Linked DNA regions of Sus scrofa: region 2 is linked to region 1. Evidence: chromatin contacts called from public HiChIP or PLAC-seq data. All regions are on one chromosome and are shown on one strand. The core of a region is the stretch at or near the end of the contact, and the rest is flanking DNA. Distances in the headings are between cores, read along the strand shown. Region 1 holds the start of SPIRE1 (protein spire homolog 1). Region 2 holds the start of IMPA2 (inositol monophosphatase 2).

The links. HiChIP or PLAC-seq counts read pairs in DNA pulled down with a chosen protein or histone mark.
Region 2: a contact with region 1 is called in an H3K27ac HiChIP or PLAC-seq map of alveolar macrophages. The contact joins the promoter of IMPA2 here to the promoter of SPIRE1 in region 1. A contact is called at or near these places in 1 of 5 promoter capture datasets (liver), 2 of 47 Hi-C or Micro-C datasets (embryonic fibroblasts and heart right ventricle) and 1 of 2 datasets of contacts at active chromatin or transcription factors (alveolar macrophages).

Annotation. Positions count from the first base shown.
Region 1 is chr6:96,930,201-96,935,671 of Sscrofa11.1, reverse strand. It overlaps SPIRE1 (protein spire homolog 1), which reads right to left and starts at 1,649. Exons shown (of 18, transcript XM_021096025.1): 1 at 1,065-1,649. The coding sequence starts at 1,362.
Region 2 is chr6:97,308,365-97,314,106 of Sscrofa11.1, reverse strand. It overlaps IMPA2 (inositol monophosphatase 2), which reads left to right and starts at 4,378. Exons shown (of 8, transcript XM_021096044.1): 1 at 4,378-4,579. The coding sequence starts at 4,484.

The DNA.
Region 1 (5,471 bases), core at 400-2,899:
AACTACTCTGTTGGAACTGAAAAAATTGATAACATAATCTTGACTGTTCTCTACCCCGATCAATTTAATGAGGATTTTCATTAGATGTCACATTATTAATTCTGAAGCACATCTTTCACCTTAAACATTTTGACACTTCCATCAACTTCCTAAAAGTGAGGGTGGATTTTTTTTCCTGTTTTTAATAGATTTGTCTCTCGAAAGACTGAATTAGATAAAAACTGATAGGAGAAACCTATTATCCACCTCTTTTTCATCCACAGAAATTTGGGTAAGCCCTAGCTATATGCTGACGGGTAGGTAATAGTCTTCCAGAATTTACATCAGAAAATGACCTAAGTAAAATCCACTGTACCTATTTATCTGACAACCTGTCAACTTTTTAACCTCACAAGCCTGTTTTCCATCACAACAAATTGTAAGGTGCACGGAAACCATATTATTTCTTTATTTTTATCATAATTCAGTCGCTTCCTCCATTTCTCCCAAAATAGCTTTCTCTCCTCAGGGCTCAATTGTCTGCATTTTCAACTGAGAGAACCTGGTGTGCAGTGGTTTAAAGTACTACCAGCCTCTCGCTGGATGAGCGCAGCCTCGGGACAGCCGGCCCGGCCAGGTCTCTGGAAGCCGGCAGCGCCCAGCGCGTCCCACCCGGGCTCGGCCCCGAGCACCACCCGCGCGTTCACACGGCCCAGAGCTTTCCGCCTGCGACCCCACGCCTCCCCGCCGGCCGTGGGCAGGGGCGCTGGACAGGCCGCGCACTGACCCTGGAGCCCACACGGCTCCCGGGGCCACCGCCCACGCTCCCACCGCCCGAGCTCCAACACCTCCGTGAGGGTGAGGGGCACGGCGCGGAAGGACGGGGGGCGGCGGCCCCGGGAGCTGCAAGGGAAGGGCCCGGGGCCTCGGCAAGGATCCTCCTGCGAGACATGAAGGGAGAGTGGACCGGGGCGGAAGCGCCGGGGGCCAGGATGGGGATCGTCCGTGGTGCTGCTGGAGATGGGGGTCGCGGTGGGGGAGGGTCCGCGGCGGGAGAAGGGATAGCGGGGCGGGCGGAGGCTCACCCGAGGCGGGGGCCGGCTCTCCCGCATCGCCGGCGGCAGGCTCCAGGGTGACGGCGCCGTCCCTCCACACGCGGATCTGCGCTGCCGAGCGCACCCGGCGGCGGGGCTGGCGGCGGCCAGCGTCCGAGGCGCGCAGAGAGCCGCAGCATTGGTAGCACACGGCCCACGCCTGCTCCTCGTTGATGGGCTGGTTATAGAGCCGCAGGATCTCCTCCAGGCTCAGCGCGGCCGGCGGACCCGCGGCCTCCCCGGGGTCCGGAGGCCCCTCGCCGCCCTCCCGACCGGCCGGCTGAGCCATCCCGCGGGTCGCGCCGCGCTCGCAACGCCGCGTCGCCTCAGCTGCGGAGCATCGTCTTTGCGCGCCGCCGCCGCCTCATCCCCGGAACCCCGCCCAGCGGGCCAGGCGCGCCGCTGCGGGTAGAGGGCGGGGACGGGGCGGGACCGGGGCCGCCACCAGGAAGGGGACGGGCCAGGGACTGAGCCGGGGAGCTGGGTGAGAAACCAGACGGAGAACCTGGGCTGGTCAGGGGGCCTGACAGGACCGCCACCAGCAAGTAGCAGAGCAATGGCGTCCGCGGCCCCGCCCCCAAAGCCCCGCCCGGGGCTAGCCCCGCCCCCTGGTCTCGCCCCCCGGGTAGGTCCCTCTTCCTAGCTCCGCCCCATAGTTAACCCCGCCCCTTAGTCGGCCCCGCCCCAAAGTCCCGCCCCAGGGATTCGCTCCTCCCCGTCCCGCAAAGGCTCCCGCCGAGTGCCAGCTCCTGGGCGCTGGTCCAACCACCGCACCCTCTCTCTTTCGGGCCAACCCTCACAGTGCCCTTGCTCCTCCCGGTACCCGCGCCCTGCTCTGCTCTGTCGGGTACTATCTCCATCAAGGCACCAGACAATTGGCTTGGATAACCTCCCTATCCACTCCCAACTTCACCCTAAGCCCCAAGAGGACTGGATCTTTAATGGGTTTTACTCACCAGCTTTTTCCAAGAGCGCATATCAGGGCCTGAGGTACAAACTTGTTGCAAATTATCTGCCGATGGTAACATTCTACTCTGAGATTAGTGCCGAGTGAGAACCTTGAGTTGGAAGCATCAACCAAGCAAGGAAAGAACCTATAGTAAGTACCAGTAAGCCTTTTAAGGCAGTTATTAGATATGGCACTCTCGACATTTTTTTTTTTTTCTTTTTAGGGCTACACCTGTGGCAAATGGAAGTTCCTGATCTAGGGGTTGAATCCATGCTGCAGCTGCCAACCACAGACACAGCATCCCAGGATCTGAGCCTCTTTTGCAACCTACACCACAACTCACCACAAAGTGGGATCCTTAAACCACTGAACGAGGCCAGGGATCGAACCCATATCCTCGTGGATACTGGTAGGGTTCACTGTTGCCGAGCCATACCGGGAACTCCCAACAATTGCATCTTTTAGTAGAAATTACTGCAGTCTATTATTAATGACCAAGATACCACAGTACATGTAGCAGAATTAGGGAGAAGAGAAGAAAACAGGAGAGAATATAAAAGGAAGAAACTGAGTGAGTTCCTGCTATGGTGCAGTGGGGTAAGAGTCCTACTGCAGTTCAGAGATGCAGGTTTACCACTGCAGTGCATTAAAGGATCCGGCATTGCCATAGCTGCAGCTTCAATCCAATCCCTGGCAGGGGAATTTTCATGTGCAGTGAGTGTGGCCAAAAAAAGAAAGAAATTGAAAGACGAGAGGAAAAAAAATTCTCCTTAGGCACTCAAGTATAATATCATTACAAGAGAGAAAAACAATTATTTAACATCACTTAATCATGGGTTTATAATCCTTTTTATAAAAATGAAATATGTGTGCCACAGCCCTGAGTAGAAAACAACCAATTCCTTACATGATATTGGTAGGATGTATATATATGCCTCTTGATTTAGAAACACAGAAATTAGGGAGTTCCTGTTGTGGCACAGTGAAAACAAATCTGACTAAGGACCATGAGGTTTCAGGTTTGATCCCTGGCCTCGCTCAGTGGGTTATGGTTCCGGAGTTGCCGTAAGCTGTGGTGTAAGTCACAGATGCAGCTCGGATCTGGCGTTGTTGTGGCTGTGGTATAGGCCGGCAGCTACAGCTCTGATTCGCCCCCTAGCCTGGGAACCTCCATATGCCATGAGCATGGCCCTAAAAATACAAAAACTACAGGAAGTATAAAGTCTAGGAGTTCCCATTGTCACTCAGCAGGTTAAGAACTGGACATAGTGTCTGTGAAGATTTGGGTTTGATCCCTGGCCTCACTCAGTGAGTTAAGGATCCAGCGTGGCTGCTAGCTGCAGTGTAGGCTGCAGACGAAGCTCAGATCCAGTGCTGCCATGGCTGTGGTGTAAGACCACAGCTGCAGCTCCTATTCAACCCCTAGTCCAAAACTGCCATGTGCTGCAGGTGCAGCAGTAAAAAGAAAAAAAAAAAAAAACTCTAAGAAAAAAAACGTAGAAATACCCCCACAGAAACAATTCCTAAGTGTTGCTATATTAAAAGTTTAGACCATGTGTGAATTTTGAAAAATAGAGAGGGCTTAAAAATACTAGATTGAACAGAGCAGAAAACCAGCAGAATGGTCTACGTTTCTAGACAACACCACCATCTTCTGGCCTTATGGGATATTGCTGCAGCATTGCACTTGGACAACTACAGCCGAAAGTCAGTAATATTTTTGTCCTTACCTCATTCCCCTCAAAGCAAGTAAATGATCTAATCAGCTGAACAATACATGAGCCAGACTGTTGCTACTCCAGCAGGCATAGGTCAATAAGTAAACCTCAAGTAAAGGTAACAATGACAGGAAAAAATCCTAGCTATCTTCTATTACAAACCTAGTCATTGTATAACCTGTACCTGATGCTTTTTTATACAAAGACAGTATAACTGCTATTTTTTTTTTTTACCTTTTTTTCTTTTTTGGCCGCCAGAGGGCATATGGAGTTCCCAGGCCTGAGCCGCAGTTGCAACCTACCCTGAAGCTGCAGCAATGCTGGGTTCTTTAACCCACTATGCTGGTCTGGGTATCGAACCTGTGTCCTGGTGCTGCAGAGACACCATCGATCCCATTGCACCACAGTGGGAAGTCCTGTACTATTTTTTAATATGATTTCCAGAACCCTTTGCAATTTGGATAAGCCCCACCGTCCATCATCTCCAGGGCTCTTAGAAAGTGACTGATGACAATGATGCAAAGGCTCTCAGATGCTGACATACTCTCGGCAGGTCTAAGCCACGATGGGATAACCTGGGACCTTCCCACTTTCCCATCTTCAACTCAAATTCCAAGATTCAAATGCCTTTATGTACAGTATACTTTGTTCCAATTTCTGTCATTGTTTTTATTCTGTAGATTCACCATTTCTAAAAAATTTCTCTGTATAGTTAAAATGTCTGAAAAACTCAAATCAACATTTATACGCCTTTTTCTTTTCTTTTTTTTTTTTTTAGGGCCACATCCGTGGCATATAGACGTTCCCAGGTTAGGGGTCAAATCAGAGCTATCACACCTGCCTACACCACAGCCACAGCAACATCAGATCCAAACCTCATCTGAGACCTACACCACAGCTCACGGCAATGTTGGATCCTTAACCCACCAAGCAAGGCCAGGGATTGAACCCACAACCTCATGCTTATGGGTCAGATTTGTTTCCATTGTGCCGCAAAAGGAACTCCATTTTTTTTTTTCTTTTAGGGTATACTCCTTTTTCAAATGCTGTGTGGTCTGTGAAAAGTGGTGATGTCACTCTGAATATAATTTTAGTTTTTGTTGATTTTGTTATGTTTATTAAAAAATATTATCCTTGGGAGTTCCTGTCATGGCTCAGTGGTTAACGAATCTGACTAGAAACCATGAGGTTGCAGGTTTGATCCCTGGCCTCGCTCCATGGGTTAAGGATCTGGTGTTGCCATGAGCTATGGCATAGGTCGCAGACGTGGCTCAGATCCCGCGTTGCTGTGGCTCTGGTGTAGGCCAGCAGCTACCCCTAGCCTGGGAACCTCCATGTGCTGCGGGAAGCGGCCCTAGAAAAGGCAAAAAGACAAAGAAAGAATCCTTGAATGTTTTATCAGCTTATGTTTATTTATCATTTTTGCAGAATAAATGTACTTCGTACTTCATACTCTGGATGTGCTGGCTGAGCTGCTCTGTCTTTCAAGGGGCACCACCTTCAGGGAGCACAGTTTGCCTGTGCAGCCCAAGCTTATCCCAGACACTCCCAGACAATTGCTCCTAAGAGGCACATTCACCTAGAAAAGTGCACCAAAAAGGGAAAAATAGAACAGCATATTTTTTCAGTGTTACAACCTAAATTTTCTCTGTCTACAATTATAATACCTTATAACTTTACAGTGATATTTTATGTTTTCAAGGTGCTTTCTTCAGTTATACAGCTAAAGGT
Region 2 (5,742 bases), core at 3,129-5,628, 380 kb before region 1:
GGGAGCAGGCTGAGAACGGAACTAGAGACCCCAGGCCAAGAACCTGAGCACAGCTGGATGGTAACGTGTGTGGCTTGAACAGAGAACCCGAACGCCTGCCCATCAGCCCAGCAGCCACCCCACTCGCAGCTACTCTGAAACCCAAATGGAGGGGTTTGCATTGACCCCAGTACATTTCTTTTGCCAGGCAAGCCACAAAATTCCTTGACCTTATTTGATCACTCACGGTGAATTACCTCTCAGGTTTGTCAGCTCAAAACTGACAAATGTGTTTGTTCATTCAATTCTTTTTTTTTTTTTAATTTTTTTTTTTTAGGCCACACTGGAGCATGTGGAAGTTCCTGAGCCAGCAATCAGTCCCACATCACAGCAGTGACCCAAGCCACTGCAGTGACAACATCAGATCCTTAACCCTCTGCATCACAGGAGAATGCCTGTTCATTCAATTCCAGAAGCATCAAGTGCCTACTAGATTCAAAGACAAAGAAAAGCAGATGATTGCATAATGTGACTAAGCGGCTGCCAGTTGGAAAAGCTGAGCTGCCAGGACCTGGAGGCTGAGGTGGGGGGAGGGGAAAGGGAGGGCTGGGAATGGAAAAGTACTGGTTCTGAGTTCCTGTGGAGGAAAGGTCTTCAAAGCCCCCAGACTAGGTGGTCTTGGCAGAGGCCCTGAGCCAGGCCTCATCTGGGGCAGCTTCCCCAGGAATGGAGGTACCTGGCCGGGCAGACGGACGTGCCCGGGAGCATGGCTGAGGTGTGGAGTGGGCGTCTGGCTGCTGAGGCTTGGACTGAAGTCCTTCCAGAAAATAGCAGTGCCCTGGCTGTGCCCCAAGTCCCCACCCTTCATGAGAACTGCCAGGTAAAACTTTGTAATGGCCTACGGTCAGCTCTGAAAAATTACACGTGGAATTCTGACCTGAGCCAGACTCTTCCTACTAGAGGTAAAGCAGGATGTGAGTTCTCAACCCCAGTGTTCCTGTTATTTGCATGGCAGTCCTTCACTATGGCTGGGGGTGGGGGGAGGGGGCGTCCTGTGCATTGGGGGACTTTTTTTTTTTTTTTTTTGGTCTTTTTGCCATTTCTTGGCCAGTCTACACCAGAGCCACAGCAACGCTGGATCTGAGCCGCGTCTGCAACCTACACCACAGCTCACGGCCACGCCGGATCCTTAACCCACTGAGCAAGGGCAGGGATCGAACCCGAAACCTCATGGTTCCTAGTCGGATTCGTTAACCACTGAGCCACAACGGGAACTCCTGGGGGACGTTTGACAGTCTCCTTGGCCTCCCTCCACTAGATGCCAGAAGTTGTGACAGCCCCAAATGTCTGCAGACGGGGCCAGACATCCCGGGGGGCAGCTGAAATAGAGGACAAGCCACTCAGAGTCTGTGCATGCCTTTCTACCTCTGCTACCTTTGCAGCAACGCCCTGCAATGCTTTCTCGGCCCCAAACAACCCTCCTCTCCTCTTCCACTCCTGGGGCTTACCCCTACCCCTCCTCTCTGAAGCCCTCCCTGACCCCACTGCCCCTTTGCATGGTCAGGTCCACCCTGACCTTTGCACAGCATCTGAACTCAACAAACATTTCCACTCAGATCATCTCAGTGTCTCAGATGCGACACATCCATCCACACAGGTCTGGCGCTTAATGGGCACACGATCAGTGTGGAAGAGGGTGGATTCAGAGGATGGGGCAAAGAACCGAGGGTCAGAGAAACGCACGCACACACCAGCAGAGACCCAGGGCCTGGAAACAAACAGAAGGGGCATCCAGGGAGTGCTTCTTGCTCTGAGTGAAATGCTACTGAGAATTCAAGCTGGAAAAAGATGAAAACTGTCCCCCATGTGCACCACTCAGGTAGGCTCTGGTGACACTGTGGAGCAGTCTGAGTGATGGGCAGATGGCCCACTGCAGGGGGCTGAGGACTGGCTGGAAGGGTGGCAAGGAGGTGGAAACACTTTCAAGGAGACTCTGGGGAGTTCCCGTCGTGGCGCAGTGGTTAACGAATCCGACTAGGAACCATGAGGTTGCGGGTTCAGTCCCTGCCCTTGCTCAGTGGGTTAATGATCTGGCATTGCTGTGAGCTGTGGTGTAGGTCGCAGATGCGGCTTAGATCCCAAGTTGCTGTGGCTCTGGCGTAGGCTGGCGGCTACAGCTCCAATTCGACCCCTAGCCTGGGAACCTCCATATGCCACAGGAGTGGCCCAAGAAATAGCTAAAAAAAAAAAAAAAAGGGAGACTCTGACAAGATGAGAGAGGTGGTGATCACAAGGGGTGAAGATCAGCAAGGGACATTTAAGAAGCGAGAGACGTCAGCATGTTCAGGGCTGTTGAGAAGGACGGAGCCAACCATGGAGGGCAGGCAACAAGCAGAAATGGTGGAGACCAGGGCTCAGGGATGCAGGGTCCAGAGGGAGAGCAGGGGTGACTGGAGCACACAGGGGAGGGGGCTGTGTTGGAGGAGAGGCACCCCTTCCTCAGAAATGGCAGACCCACAGGTGCGGGGCAGGTGTTGTGTGTCCGCAGGTGAAGGGGGAGGGAAATCACCTTCTAGTGAAGCGCCAGGGGTGGGGGTGCAGTGTGAGGGCACGGGGACGGGGACAGTGAGCAGAGTAGGTCTGGAGATTCCTGTGGACAGAGAGAAAGCTCGGCTAGGCAGCACTGAAGCCATGGGAACAGAGAGAAGGGGCCAGCCCTGAATGGGCACTTCCTGTGTGCCAGGCCTTTTAAACAGCTTTTCGCCTATGTCTCAAAAACAACTTGATGAAGGTGGAATGTCCACTTTACAGATGTGCACATGAAGACAAGGTGAAGTGTGCCCAGAGGTCCCAGCGGCAGCCGCCTGGAGTGCTGTCTGAGGCCAGAAGCTGCTCCTGGCGTCTCTGGAGGGGAGAAGGAAGTGTGAACAGTCCAGGCCGGGAGTGGACTATTGGAGATGGGGTGCAGAGCTGACCTAGAGTCAGGTGAAGGCGGGCCAGGAGTTCATCTCAGGAAGGTCACCCTGGGGAGTTTCAGGAGCACGGAATTGGAAATAGTGTTCATTTAGTTTACAGACTGTGCCTTGCAGGTAGGACTGTAACAGAATGAAGGTGGCTGGTTACTGAAGTACAGTTTGTCTCCAGGGTCTAAAGTATAGGATCCACAGGCATAGAGTAGCACTAAAGAGTGAGCTGGGGACATGGCACAGGACAAAGGAGTCTCCCCAGAAAAGCCAGGCAGAGCTTGGAGAGTGGCACACCCAGGGGAGCCAAAGGACCTCACATGTTACCCTCTTTCTCAATGGGACCAGCAGGAAAAAGCACATTTTATGGTGGAAACCAAAGAGAAGGAGAAATAATCCTGCAGAGAATGTTTCCTGCAGATGATTCTGCCAGAACAGAGCTTTAAGGGGTGTCCGGGGATGTTCTTTGTTGTGGGACCTGCACAATGCTGGGTGATAAATGTACAGCATTTGTTAGCAATCGCTTGTCTGCCTTAATTCAGCGTCTTAACGTTATTTTGCTTGTTGCTGGGAGTGATCGCTAATGAAAACCTGCTGCAAAGATCAACTCTGAATACATTTGAAGTGAGGCATCCAGGGCACAGTCTTAAGGATTTTCAGAAACCAACTCCCTCTTGGGACAATCATGGAAAATATGAACAAGAAAGATGGAGCGGAGCCTGCCCTCAGCCGCCGCAAACCCACCGTAGGGGCAATTCTCCATCCAGGTTTCCCACTTGCAAGGTGAGGCGACCCAAGGACGAAGCCCTACAGCTCCGCTTAAAGCCTCCGTGTTGTCTGTTTGCCTCTACAAGTTGCTCCGGCGCTCGGTGGTCACAGACGAAAGCTGACGGTGTAAGGAGCGACCCCCGCGGGGTCCTCGCGGTCTCGGACCGCAGGCCGGCTCCACGTGGTCAGCACAGGTTAGAGGGTGCCAGGCAGCTCCTGAGCGCAAGCTCTGGGTCTGGCACTAGCGCCTGCAGCAGTCGGTTCCTGCCCACGCGGGAGCACGAGAGCAGCAGCTGTTCCGGGGGTCTGCTTAGGGAACATTCCTGGCTCATCCATACTCTCCGCGGGGAGCGCGGGCCCGGGGCGCTGCTGCGGCTCCTAGCCCCGCCCTTCTTCCGCCACGCAAGCCCGCGGCTTTCCGCAGGAGGGACCGAGCGCCCTCCAGGGTTCCTGGAGCAGTCGGGGCGGGGCCTGGGGTTGTTGGGGCGGGGCTCATCGCTGGCAGGGCAGGGAGAGCGACGCAGGCGGAAAGGAGCGGGGCACCAGCGGCGCGGGGCGGGGCCGGGCTCGGCGGAGGCGGGGTGAGGGGCGGGGCTGGGCGTCGCTACCCGCTGGGCGCAGCTCCAGGTCGGGTTCCCGCCTGTGCCCCGCCCCCCACAACGGGCCCGCAAGGCTGCGGGCAGGCGCGGCCCAGCCGCTGAGCAGCAGGAGGTGCGAGGCGATCGCGCAGCCTGGCGTCCGGGCGGGGGGCGCCGGCGGGCCCAGAGGCCGCTATGAAGCCAAGCGGCGAGGATAGGGCGGCGAGGGCCGGGGGCCCGTGGGAGGAGTGCTTCGAAGCGGCGGTGCAGCTCGCGCTGCGGGCAGGACAGGTGAGCGCGGCCCGGAGCGCACGGCGGGCGCGCTCGGACTTGGGGCAGAGTGGGCGCGGGGTGTGGGCGGTGGTTCTGAGACCCCGCGGGCCGGCGGGTCCGGCCACGCTGGGCCAGGCGACCGGGACTGCCAACCGCAGAGGGGCTCTGCACCTCTTCCTTACACCTGTGCACCTGCCGCCCCTGCACGGGCTCCCTGGGTCCCGCGGGTCGGAGACGCGGGCCGGGATCTGCGCGCAGAACTGCCGGGGAGGGTCAGGGCGCTGGAACTGCCTTGGAATTGATCCATTGGGCAGAACGTGGTGCGGTTGCCCTAGGTTAGAACTCCGCCGTGTGGAGGTCGAGCGGACGGCCTCTCCTCGCGCATCCGGAGTCTAGAGGGTTCCTCTCGGTATTTGGAGGAACTGCTACCCACACCGGAAGGGTGAAGGTCGAGCAGCGGAGCTGAAGAAACCTTCGTAGAGCAACCCCTCTCCTCTCACTTTAGTGTGTGTTCTGTTCCCTCATTTCCCTGGTGCCCGACACCTGAGGGGTCCTTAGGCCACGTGCGGCGGCGAATAGGGGTTTGGGCTCTCCGGGACTGTCCCGCGCGGGGTGGGGCGGGGGGAGGCCGGGCGGAGAAACGTCCTCCTCCCGCCTCGCGCGCGCGTAAAGGCGCACGGCTTCGTTCTGGCGATCCCAAGAGGGGGTGGACAGGAGTAGGAGGAGCCCTGCCCGCAGAAGGACTTACTGTTCCCAAATGGTAATTTCTTTTCAGTCTGAAAGTTCTGCACAGGTTGAAAACAGGTTGTCACCCGTCCTGCGTTTGAAGTGAGCCCTCACGTGTGCAGTGATGGTGTGGTTCTTGGAGTGACTCCTCTAATCCCCTAAACGTTAACCTTCAACCCTAGTGGACATCTTCTGTGTGGGAGCCCCCCCCCCCCACCGCCTCAGCCCAGAAGGAAAACACTCCTTAAAGGGGCGCTGGGAGGCTTGATCCTTGGGAAAAGGAGGACCTCAACCTTACCTGCTACTTGGATGAAGCTTGTAACTGCAGGACAAGCGTTCTTCCTGGAAAGCAGCGCCACTGGCCGCAGAGCATACTTGCTTCCCCTCCCTGAGCCCCCCACTTCCTCTCCAGAGTAAACGTATCAGGATATTTGGTAACTTTTAAGTTCCACCAT